Regions from separate parts of the Sus scrofa genome. Here region 1 is linked to region 2. The links are chromatin contacts, called in public HiChIP or PLAC-seq maps. All regions are on one chromosome and are shown on one strand. The core of a region is the stretch at or near the end of the contact, and the rest is flanking DNA. Distances in the headings are between cores, read along the strand shown.

The links. HiChIP or PLAC-seq counts read pairs in DNA pulled down with a chosen protein or histone mark.
Region 1: an H3K27ac HiChIP or PLAC-seq map of skeletal muscle shows a contact between it and region 2. The contact joins the promoter of GALNT18 here to the promoter of USP47 in region 2. A contact is called at or near these places in 1 of 47 Hi-C or Micro-C datasets (epiblast stem cells) and 1 of 2 datasets of contacts at active chromatin or transcription factors (skeletal muscle).

What each region holds. Positions count from the first base shown.
Region 1 is chr2:47,861,077-47,865,815 of Sscrofa11.1, forward strand. It overlaps GALNT18 (polypeptide N-acetylgalactosaminyltransferase 18), which reads left to right and starts at 2,157. Exons shown (of 11, transcript XM_005661126.3): 1 at 2,157-2,889. The coding sequence starts at 2,655.
Region 2 is chr2:47,582,400-47,587,351 of Sscrofa11.1, forward strand. USP47 (ubiquitin carboxyl-terminal hydrolase 47) reads right to left here and starts at 1,494. Exons shown (of 28, transcript XM_021083314.1): 1 at 1,369-1,494. The coding sequence starts at 1,479.

The DNA of each region.
Region 1 (4,739 bases), core at 907-3,406, 280 kb after region 2:
GGGAACAGTCCTTGAAACCACCTGTTCATTTTGAACATCTTGTCAACCTATGCAGATCATGCCCTACTAATGGTGGAGACAGACATTATGAATAGAAAGCCAATGTGCTGGAGCTCATCTAGGCAAGACAAGCACATTGCCGCCTACAGTCTTAGTTCCTGTTAACTTCCATTAGGGGAGAGAACATATATAGGTTGGTAGAGAATCCAGGTATTGCTAAACAGAAAATGGAGTTTGTGGAACTCCAGAATTCATCCTGTCCTGGAAGGAAACTTCACAGGATCCTGAGTACCTACTATGCATCCTGCACTAACGAAAACCCTTTCTGGTACATTTCCTGATTTAATTCTTCACAGCCAATTCATTGGCAAGTATTGTTTACATTTGGCATAAGGGGAAATTGAGCCCCAATGCTGTTTCAAAACTCTTCCAAGCTCATGTAACTAATAAGTGGTGGATCTGGGATTAGGGTCGTGGAGTTTGGCTGCACCTCTAGTGAATATTCTTTGAACTGGACAACTTGACCCTGAGACCTTTCAGAGAAAAGAGACTGTGCCTCATTTTTCTTTTGTTGCATTCATCCACTTCACAATTACAAATACAGGACAGGATCCGCTGGACCAAAATATAAGGTCACACAATCTACTTTGTTTTCTCCTTGAACCTTATTTTTAAACTTAGGTGAATCTCCTCTCTGTTTAGCCCTGTGGTGGAAGATCCTGGAAAGAGCTGAACTTCCAGGCCTCCTCCTGGGAGAGAGTGTGGAACAGAAAGAATAGTTAGACCTTTGCCATTAGTTGTAATCAAACTCATGGCTTGTAAATTATGCAGTCAGAAGAAAGTCCAGACCCTCCATTTGTGATCTGATTATACTTCCAGAGAAGAAGGGAGAGACAAGTTTCAGTCCTGGATGAAAGATCCCTATTGGTGTCTGTATTCAGAGAATTTGAGCGGAGTTATTGTAAGCAAAGCACCATTTAAAGAGCCCCTGGCTGATGGCCATAAGGTGGCCCTTCATTGGTTATGTGTTCTTTTTGCGAGGCCAGTTCTTTGAATCCAGAAGACATCACTTGAGGGAACCACCTTGAGTACCAGGGCCACAGCTGGTTGGGGTGCTGGCACATAAACTGACACTCTTAAGAACAGAAAAATGCACCCCACAGATGGAGAAGAGGATGGAAATCTGTGTTTTAAAAAGTCTTCCTTTGAAAGAATTTGACTCAGGTTCTGAGAAGAAGTGAGTGTTCAGCAGAAAGCGATAATAGAAATAAGTATTTGCTCTAATAACAAATTAGTGTCAGTCACTGGAGTCCAGCTATGCCCCTCTGCTGTCAGGCACAGCTGCCTCCCCCATGACATCAATCACAGACAGCATGTAAGAATTTACAGTTCACAGAGAGCTTAATCCCACCAGGGATATTTCTGTGCAGGATCCCCTTATGCACTGGGATGAGCCTGGTCCCACATAAATGGCAACTGCAAGACACCGTTTGTCCTGAGAGCTAGACTTAAAAAAATCTAGCTAGGGGCAAAAATCTTCCAGGGGGTGGTGGTGGTGGTGGCCCAGAATCCCTTAGGAGATTCCTAAGAGGGTTGGCTCCTTTGACGGTTGCTGGGTCTGGAAACATCCAGGAAGACAGCTGACAGGGTGGAGGTCGAAGTGAGGCTAAGGAAGTAGTGGACGCCTGCGAGGCCCGACAAAGGGCAAGACAGGACAGGCGATCTGGCTCACGCTTCCCTGGCCTCTCTGCATCCCGGCAACCAGAAAAAGGATTGAGGAGCGGCTGGTGGAACCAACGCGGGAAGCCCGGTAGCGGAGTCGGGTGAAGGGAGCTGAGCCGAGCGGAGCCAAGCGACCTCCAGAAGACTGGAGGTTCTGCGCAAGAGCAAGAGGTGGAAACCCACCCCCACCCCAGAGGTGGAATCTGCCGACCTAGGGCTGGGACTGGTGGCGTGCGATCTCCGGGAGCCTCAGGTCTGGGGCTGCCAGCGCGCGCAAGGGTGGAGGCTTAGGAGCGTCCCTGGAGGGCGGGAGCCAGGGGCGGCCAGCAGGTGGGGCCCGGGGACCGGACTCCGCCCCCCGCGCCCTCCCCGTTGGTCCTCGACCGCCCAGCCCCGGCCCCTCTCCCGAACCGGAGCGCGATTGGTGGCGGCGCCTGTCGCTCGGCAGGGGCCGAGCCGCTGAGCTCCGCTGCTTTCCCCGCGGTAGCTGCTGCCACCGCCGTCCTTCTAGCAGCGCGGGCTGGTCGGACCGCCGAGGCAGTCCGCGCCCGGCTATGGGAAGCAGAGCGGCCACGGACATAGGCTGTGGCAAAGTTTCCCAGACGCGCGTATCAGGGCGCGCGGCTGCCGACTACCCGTGACCGCTGCTAGAAAGGCTCGGAGATTTTCAATTTGGAAGAAAAAAAAAAAAAGAACCCACCTCATTCCTTTGTCAAGCTCTGTCTCCCGGTGGCCAGCGGCGAGAGCTCCAAACTTGGGCACGGCGGCTCCACCGCCAGAGGTCCGGGCTTTGGAGAACGTCAGGCTTTGGAGACTCAGGTGCTGGGGCGCCCTGTGGCCCCGGACGTGCTAGGGGGTGTGAGCGCGGGGGAGCCCGGGGTGCGCGGAGAGGAGGAGTCCCCGGGAGCTCTATATGGAGGAGGGAGCCCAGAATGGTGTGCACCAGGAAGACCAAAACTTTGGTGTCCACTTGCGTGATCCTGAGCGGCATGACCAACATCATATGTCTGCTCTACGTGGGCTGGGTCACCAACTACATCGCCAGCGTGTATGTGCGGGGGCAGGAGCCGGCGCCCGATAAGAAGCTGGAGGAAGACAAAGGGGACACCCTGAAGATTATTGAACGCCTGGATCACCTGGAGAATGTCATCAAGCAGCATATCCAAGGTACGGGCGCCCCGGGAAACTTGGGCAGCCCAAGGGGCTAGGGAGTGCCCAGCAACGCACGGGGTGCGCTGGGGCTGGTGATCATCTATGGAGCGACTGCTGGCCTCTGAGGCCGCAGACGCCTGGGGGGCTACGTGTACTCTCTTGCCTGAGTGTGGGACCCTCAGTGACTGCGGCCGTGTGCGCTTCTCCAGGGCACACGTGTGTGCGCGGGGCTCCACGCGCGGGTGTGTGCAGCTCATTGGCGGTGTGGGGGCGCGCTGCGCACGTGTCCCAGTGTGCGTGTGACTGTCGGCTCGTTGCTCGAGGGCTCTTGGGATCACACACAGGTCCAGCTCGAGTGTGAGTACTTGTGAATGTTGGTGTGTATACAAGGGAGTGCCTGGGCAATTCAGCTCAGGCGCTGTAGGGCCCACAATGAGATGCCCCAGCGACCCTAACTGTTGGCATTTAGAAGGCACAGGCTGCGAGATGAGCTGGGCTAGGAAGACAGCACAGCCCCAGTCCCAGCCCCTCTATGAGCAGCACATAGGTGGTTGGAAGTGCTGCCTTGAACCTGAGCCGTGGTCTTCACCTCCACCATAGACCGTGGGTCCAAGACCTTCTTCAGAAGCAGGTGCTGGCAGCAGAAAGAAGCTTGGGAGCCTGGAGCTCTGTCCACTGAGGTGGCGCTTCTGCCCAGTACCAGGAAAACTGTCTGGGCTGTGGGTGAAAGCCAGTCCCCCTGGTAGCTCCACTCCCAGACCTGTGGGGAGTATGTCTGGTGCCTAAGACTGAGTTGGCTGATTGCTCCAGACCATGGCTGGAGCCAAGGGGAAAATGGGGTACAGAGGGCTCTCCTCAGAGACAGAGAGCTCTGGGCATTGCTGGCACTGGTGCTGGGTGTGCACAAACAAGTCCATCTCTCACATTCACATTTCTCTCTCTCTTTTTTTGCCACTGCTCTCACTGTTTTCTACCAGGCGTGTGAGCTTCTTAAGTGCAGGGCAGGGTCAGCTGAGCCTAGTTCACTTGTAAACCTGGCAGGCCCACCAGGCTCTGGTTCCAGCACCGGGCAGAACTTGGCATGTATCTAGTTGAATATTTCTTGCCCAGGAGCACTCTCTTTTGTTTACTTGTGGGTGTCGGGATCCAACCCTTGCAACTACTGTCCTTGCCAGGGTGGGGACAGCTGCTCTCTCCATATTTGCTGTGTTTCTCCAAGTGTGCAGAATAGTTCCTTCCAGGGGGAGGTTTGGGTCAGTGCCCGAGAGGTGTACATATTCATGGTGCTTCCTGACTGACTGATGACTTCAAGTTCATGGTTCTGACACTTCCCCAGAAGAGGGGACCATTTATCCACAGCTTCTCTTTCATACCTGCCACTGCCTCTCAAACCTGCCACTGGGCTTGCTTGGAAAACCAGTTTATCTACTGGTGCCTGTTACTATGTTTCTTAACTTGTCCTTTTCCATCCATAGGTCTGGACTGGCAATTATTCAGCAGTAGAAGTACAATGTGTGCTCCAGGGTGATTCAGAATATTCCCAGGGATACACAGGCCATACCTTACTTTGACGTTTCCAATTAGCTTTCAGGTTTTAAGAGATTTTCATTCACAAATCGTGTGAGTGTGTGTGTGTTTATGTTCCTGGAAAATAATTCTCTTGTGCTTTCTAGTCTGGTTGGGGAGGAGATGAGCAGGGTACTACTTTGGAAAGCAGTGAGGAGACATTATTAACCCGTGAGCTCATCCCAGGGTCCGCCTCTATCATGTTGAATGTAGACCATGTCACATGATTTATAAGGCTCTGCATGAAAATGAAGGCAATGTGGAAGTGGAAAGGGCCCTTTCTGCTTTTGCTCCCTGGA
Region 2 (4,952 bases), core at 244-2,743:
CAGCTCGCCGCACCCACCATGCACCCCGGCCACCAACACCACACACCCTCCATCCCCTTACAGGCGGGCGGGCCCAGGAGCAGCGCCCGCAGCCGGCCCCTTGCCCCCGCCTGCGCTGCCGAAGCGGCCGCAGGCCTCGGGCCTAGCCTCCTCCGCAGGCTTCTCACCTCCTTCGGGACCAGTTGGTTCTCCTCGCCAGGCACCATCGCTCAGACGCTGGCCGCTCCTCTCCGCCCTGCCGGGGGAGGGGGAGGGTGGCGGCGGCTCTCAAGCTCAGGAGCGAACGGCAGCGGCAGTCATCCTCTCCACCAGCTGCGCTCGGGCTACCGCGGAGGCCTCAACCTGGGCCTCAGACACTAGCGCGCAGACACCGACCCAAGGCTCCGCCGCCGCCGTCGCCGCCGCCGTCGTCTTCGTCCTCGGCCCCTCCCCCAGCCCGCTGCAATCAATGGAAAAATGGCGGCGGTCGCTCTCGCGAGAATTCGGGCCATTGGGCCCCTATCTCAGCGCTCAAGGTGCTGATACAGCTGTCGCTCGCGTCTAATTACCTCCGCTTTTACTCAGCCTCGGGATGTATAAAATTAGGTGAGCTCCCAGGCAAACGCTTTTCGTAGAGGGATTCTGGACTGTCCATCTCGGGACTCCCTCTGCCGGCGGGGAAAGACCAGGCCTTAGGGTCCTCCATGCCTTCCTGGGCTCTTCGGAGTCCCTGCCCATCAAGCCGCTCTTCTGGCCTTACTACCAACACTGCCCTTCCTTCCCGTTCGAAAAGCGCCAAAACGCATCCCCTCTTCACAGACCCTCAGCCTCTGCCTGGAAAAGAACCAGGCCTCCGCCCTCGGACACGGTCCCAGCCAGAAAGGACTACGTTTTCTTTTCCCCTCTCCCCACCCTCCCCATGGACCCCGTTCGTGAGACCAAGGCCGTTCTCCGGCTTGGGAAGGCGACAGCCCAGGGCTCAGAAAAGTGGTATTACTCTCTCCCCAACCCTTCCCTCTCCCCCCTCCCTCAGAGAGACACACTCTCCTGGCCTTTTCAGGGAACTTCCTTCTCGGACAGGTTCAAGTCTGGGGCTGTTCTAGACAGAATAGAGAGTAGGGCTGCAGTTTGCACCTAGGAGCCTCTTTTAAAATGTTTTTAGAGTACTTGAATCTCCTCTGGCAGTAAGCCTTGTGCTCTGTTTTAGAGGAAACAGACTTTGCAATAGTTATTTTCCCAATTCCTGCTAGTTCCTTAAACCTCCCTTTATGAAAACCCGATGGGACGTCCTTCATGAAGACTTCCACGGTACAGCGATTTTACATCATGCTTAGATAACATAATCCCACCACGTTCCTAACACCTACACCATTACTACCCTACCCGTACCTGTTCTCTCCAAACTTCTTTTGAGTGCAGATTTCTATTACCAAGGGGAAAAAAAGATGGCTGTATTCTTACGTAAGTTATATACACGTCCTGTTGTGTATGACAAAACATTTTTAAAGCATAATAAAGGATAAGAAAAAGATGAAATAAACATTTAAAATAATTGTAAGTTATTTTCTAAATTAATTGTCTTTTTAAAAATCCTTGTTTTTCTCACTAACAATGTTGTGGAAACAATAAAATTGACTAGGTTTCCATGGTTTTAAAAATCTGTAATACTTTGTGAAAAGCTATTAAAATGATTCAATGTTCAGGTTATTTCTGTACTTTGTTTTAATGGGCTGTTATAAGGGGGGGGGGGGATAACTCACAAAGATAATGTAGATCCTAATGGAATAAGTACATCTTTGGTTACTCTTACTAATGCAAGTATCTATTTTTATTACTCTATCCACCAACCATGAAAAGCTTTTGTTGAAATTCAACTAGTAACTTTCTATCTCCCCTGATGTCAGCCAAAAGATGTATTTTTATATTTTTTCAAATCTCTTTGTTTACAGAACATTGTAAATCAAGTATAATAGAAAAAATTAAAACTTTTTTTTTTTTTTTTGGCTTTTTTGCCTTTTCCAGGGTCGCTCCCACGGCATATGGAGGTTCCCAGGCTAGGGGTCGAATCGGAGCTGTAGCCGCCAGGGACATGGGGTTGTAGGTTCCATCCCTGGCCTTGCTCAGTGGGTTAAGGATCCGGCGTTGCCATGAGCTGCGGTGTAGGTTGCAGACGAGGCTTGGATCCTGCATTGCTGTGGCTCTGGTGTAGGCCAGCGGCTACAGCTTCAATTCGACCCCTAGCCAGGGAATGTACATATGCCGCAGGAACGGCCCAAGAAATGGCAAAGAGACAAAAAAAAAAAAAAAGCTCCATCTTGCAAAGTTGGTATTAAACAGTAAAGATAATAATCACAAAACAGTTAATAGTTAAGATTGGTTGAATATATATCATATATACCTCCAGCCCTGTTCTAGGTGCTTTACACGTATTTCTTTTTCTTTTTTTTTGCTTGTTAGGGCCACACTCATGGCATGTGGAGGTTCCCAGGCTAGGGGTCTAATTGGAGTGACAGCTGCCGGCCTACACCACAGCAGCACAGGATCCTTAACTCACTGAACTAGGCCAGGAATCGAATCCACAACTTCATGGTTCCTAGTCAGATTCATTTCTGCTGCACCACTGCAGGAAGGCCTATACATATTATTTCAATCAATTCTCTCAACAACTTTATACATAACTGATACTATTATCCTCATTTAATAGGTAAGGAAATTGATAGAAAGCCTTTGAAACATTCAACACACTGCCTGATATACACAAAATCAACATAAGCTGGCTATAATTATACCAACACTAGTCTGAGCTCCCCGAGGGACTATGCAACCCGAACAATGCCTGGCATACAACAGGTGCTTTTAAACATTTGTTGAATAGATGAAGTATTAAACCAGTCATTTAATTAGTGAAAAAATCTTGTCAATCACCTGGCAACCATACTTTGATACAGTTTCATTGCTGCCTACTCCACCTATGGAGTATCTCCATGAACTTGCTTAAAATGTTCTTTTTTGAGGTGCCTCTGAAAAGAAATTCAGCTGTTGCAATGAGATTGAGTAAAGTGATGGATCTTAACCATGAGACAGTCTCTCTGGCTAAGTTAGAGAGTGGAATATAATCGTAGTCAATAGCTTACATTTGTGATGGAAATGACAGCATCAATAAAGAAATAAGAAAAAACAACTTGGTGGTGATCCCATCGTGGCTCAGCAGAAATGAATCTGACTAGCATCCATAAGGACACAGGTTTGATCCCTGGCCTTGCTCAGTGGATGAAGTATCTGGCATTGCTGTGAGCTGTGGTGTAGGCCGAGGATGCAGCTCAGATCCTGTGTTGCAGTGCTGGTGTAGGCCAGCAGCTACAGTTCCGAATCGATCCCTAGCCTGGGAACATCCATATGCCGTGGGTTGGGCCCTAAAAATACAAAAAAAATGAAAAGAAAACATGACCAACTTTTGTGTAAAGATAAGAACAGGAAACACGCTACTCAAGAAAATGTAACCCAGGAAAAGCCTAGGAAGACGCACAAATATTTTTATGAAGCAATAGAGTGAAGACATCAGTGAAGCTCTCCACCTGCTCTAGACTCAAAGAAAGATTGGTTCAAGAGCCTAAAGTAGCATTTTCCATTGACATAAACGAAAAAAGAATCATTGCCACAGAAATGCTTACCTCTTTTTGAGTTGAAGAAGTTCATAAAAGAAAAGGTTTATAGGTCAATGTATTCAACATAAAAAGAGACTCACATTGACAGAAACATATCAAAGGTAGAGACAAAAATATTAGAGTTTGTGATAACCAAAGACAAATTGACCAACACATCCAAGATTTTCTAGAGTTCTGCAAATGCTCAGATTGCAAGATCCAAAAATAAGGAGAAATCTAATAAAATAAAGTTGGAGCCAAGGCATTAATCATTTGAAGTCATTCCTTAAGATCTTTGAAATAGAGTAATATTTGTTAATTTGGAGTTTGAATAGATCTCAGCATTCCTTGAGAATATTGGGGGTTCACTGTAGTAATTACTATATAGAATTTTGAGGATTGGGAATAATGTATGTGGAGTTGGGGTTTTTTTGTTTGTTTGTTTTGTTTTGTTTTGTTTTGTTTGGTCTTTTTAGGACCACACCCTTGGCATATGGAGGTTATCAGGCTAGGGGTCGAATCAGAGCTGCAGCTGCTGGCTTACACCACAGCCATAGCCACTCGGGATCTGAGCTGTGTCTGCAACCTACACCACAGCCCATGGAAGTGCAGGATCCTTAACTCACTAAGCAACGCATGTGATCAAATCTGCATCCTCATGGATGCTAGTCAGATTCGTTTCCACTGAGCCACGATGGGAACTCCCAAAGGTAAATATTTTATAATGACACTGTCATGGAACCAACAAAAACCCACAGAGGTTCGAAGGAAAAGATGGTTATTTAAAAATTTTAACTCATGCCATAGCAAAATATTAAAACATTACAAATCGCCAATAAACATCTGAAAAGGTATTCTGTTTTACTCACCATTAAAGAACTGCAAATGTGAAAAACTGCCAGAGTTACTGTTGTAGCTCATAAGTAATGAACCCAACTGGTATCCATGAGGATGCAGGTTTGACCCTGGCCTTGCTCAGTGGGTTAGGGATCTGCTGTTGCCATGAGCTGTGGTGTAGATCACAGACACGGCTCTGATCTGGCGTTGCTGTGGCTGTGGTGTAGGCCAGCAGCTACAGCTCTGATCAGACCCCTAGCCTGGGAACCTCCATATGCCTCGGGTTCAGCCCTAAAAGGACAAAAAGACACATAAATAAAAATAGTATAGCAAGTTCCCAGAGTTCCCATCATGGCTCAGCAGTAACAAACCCAACTAGTAACTATGAGGATGCAGGTTCAATCCTTGGCCTTGGTAAGTGGGTTAAGGATCCAGTGTTGCTGTGAGCTGTGGTGTAGGCTGGCAGCTCTCCAATTCAACCCCTAGCCTGGG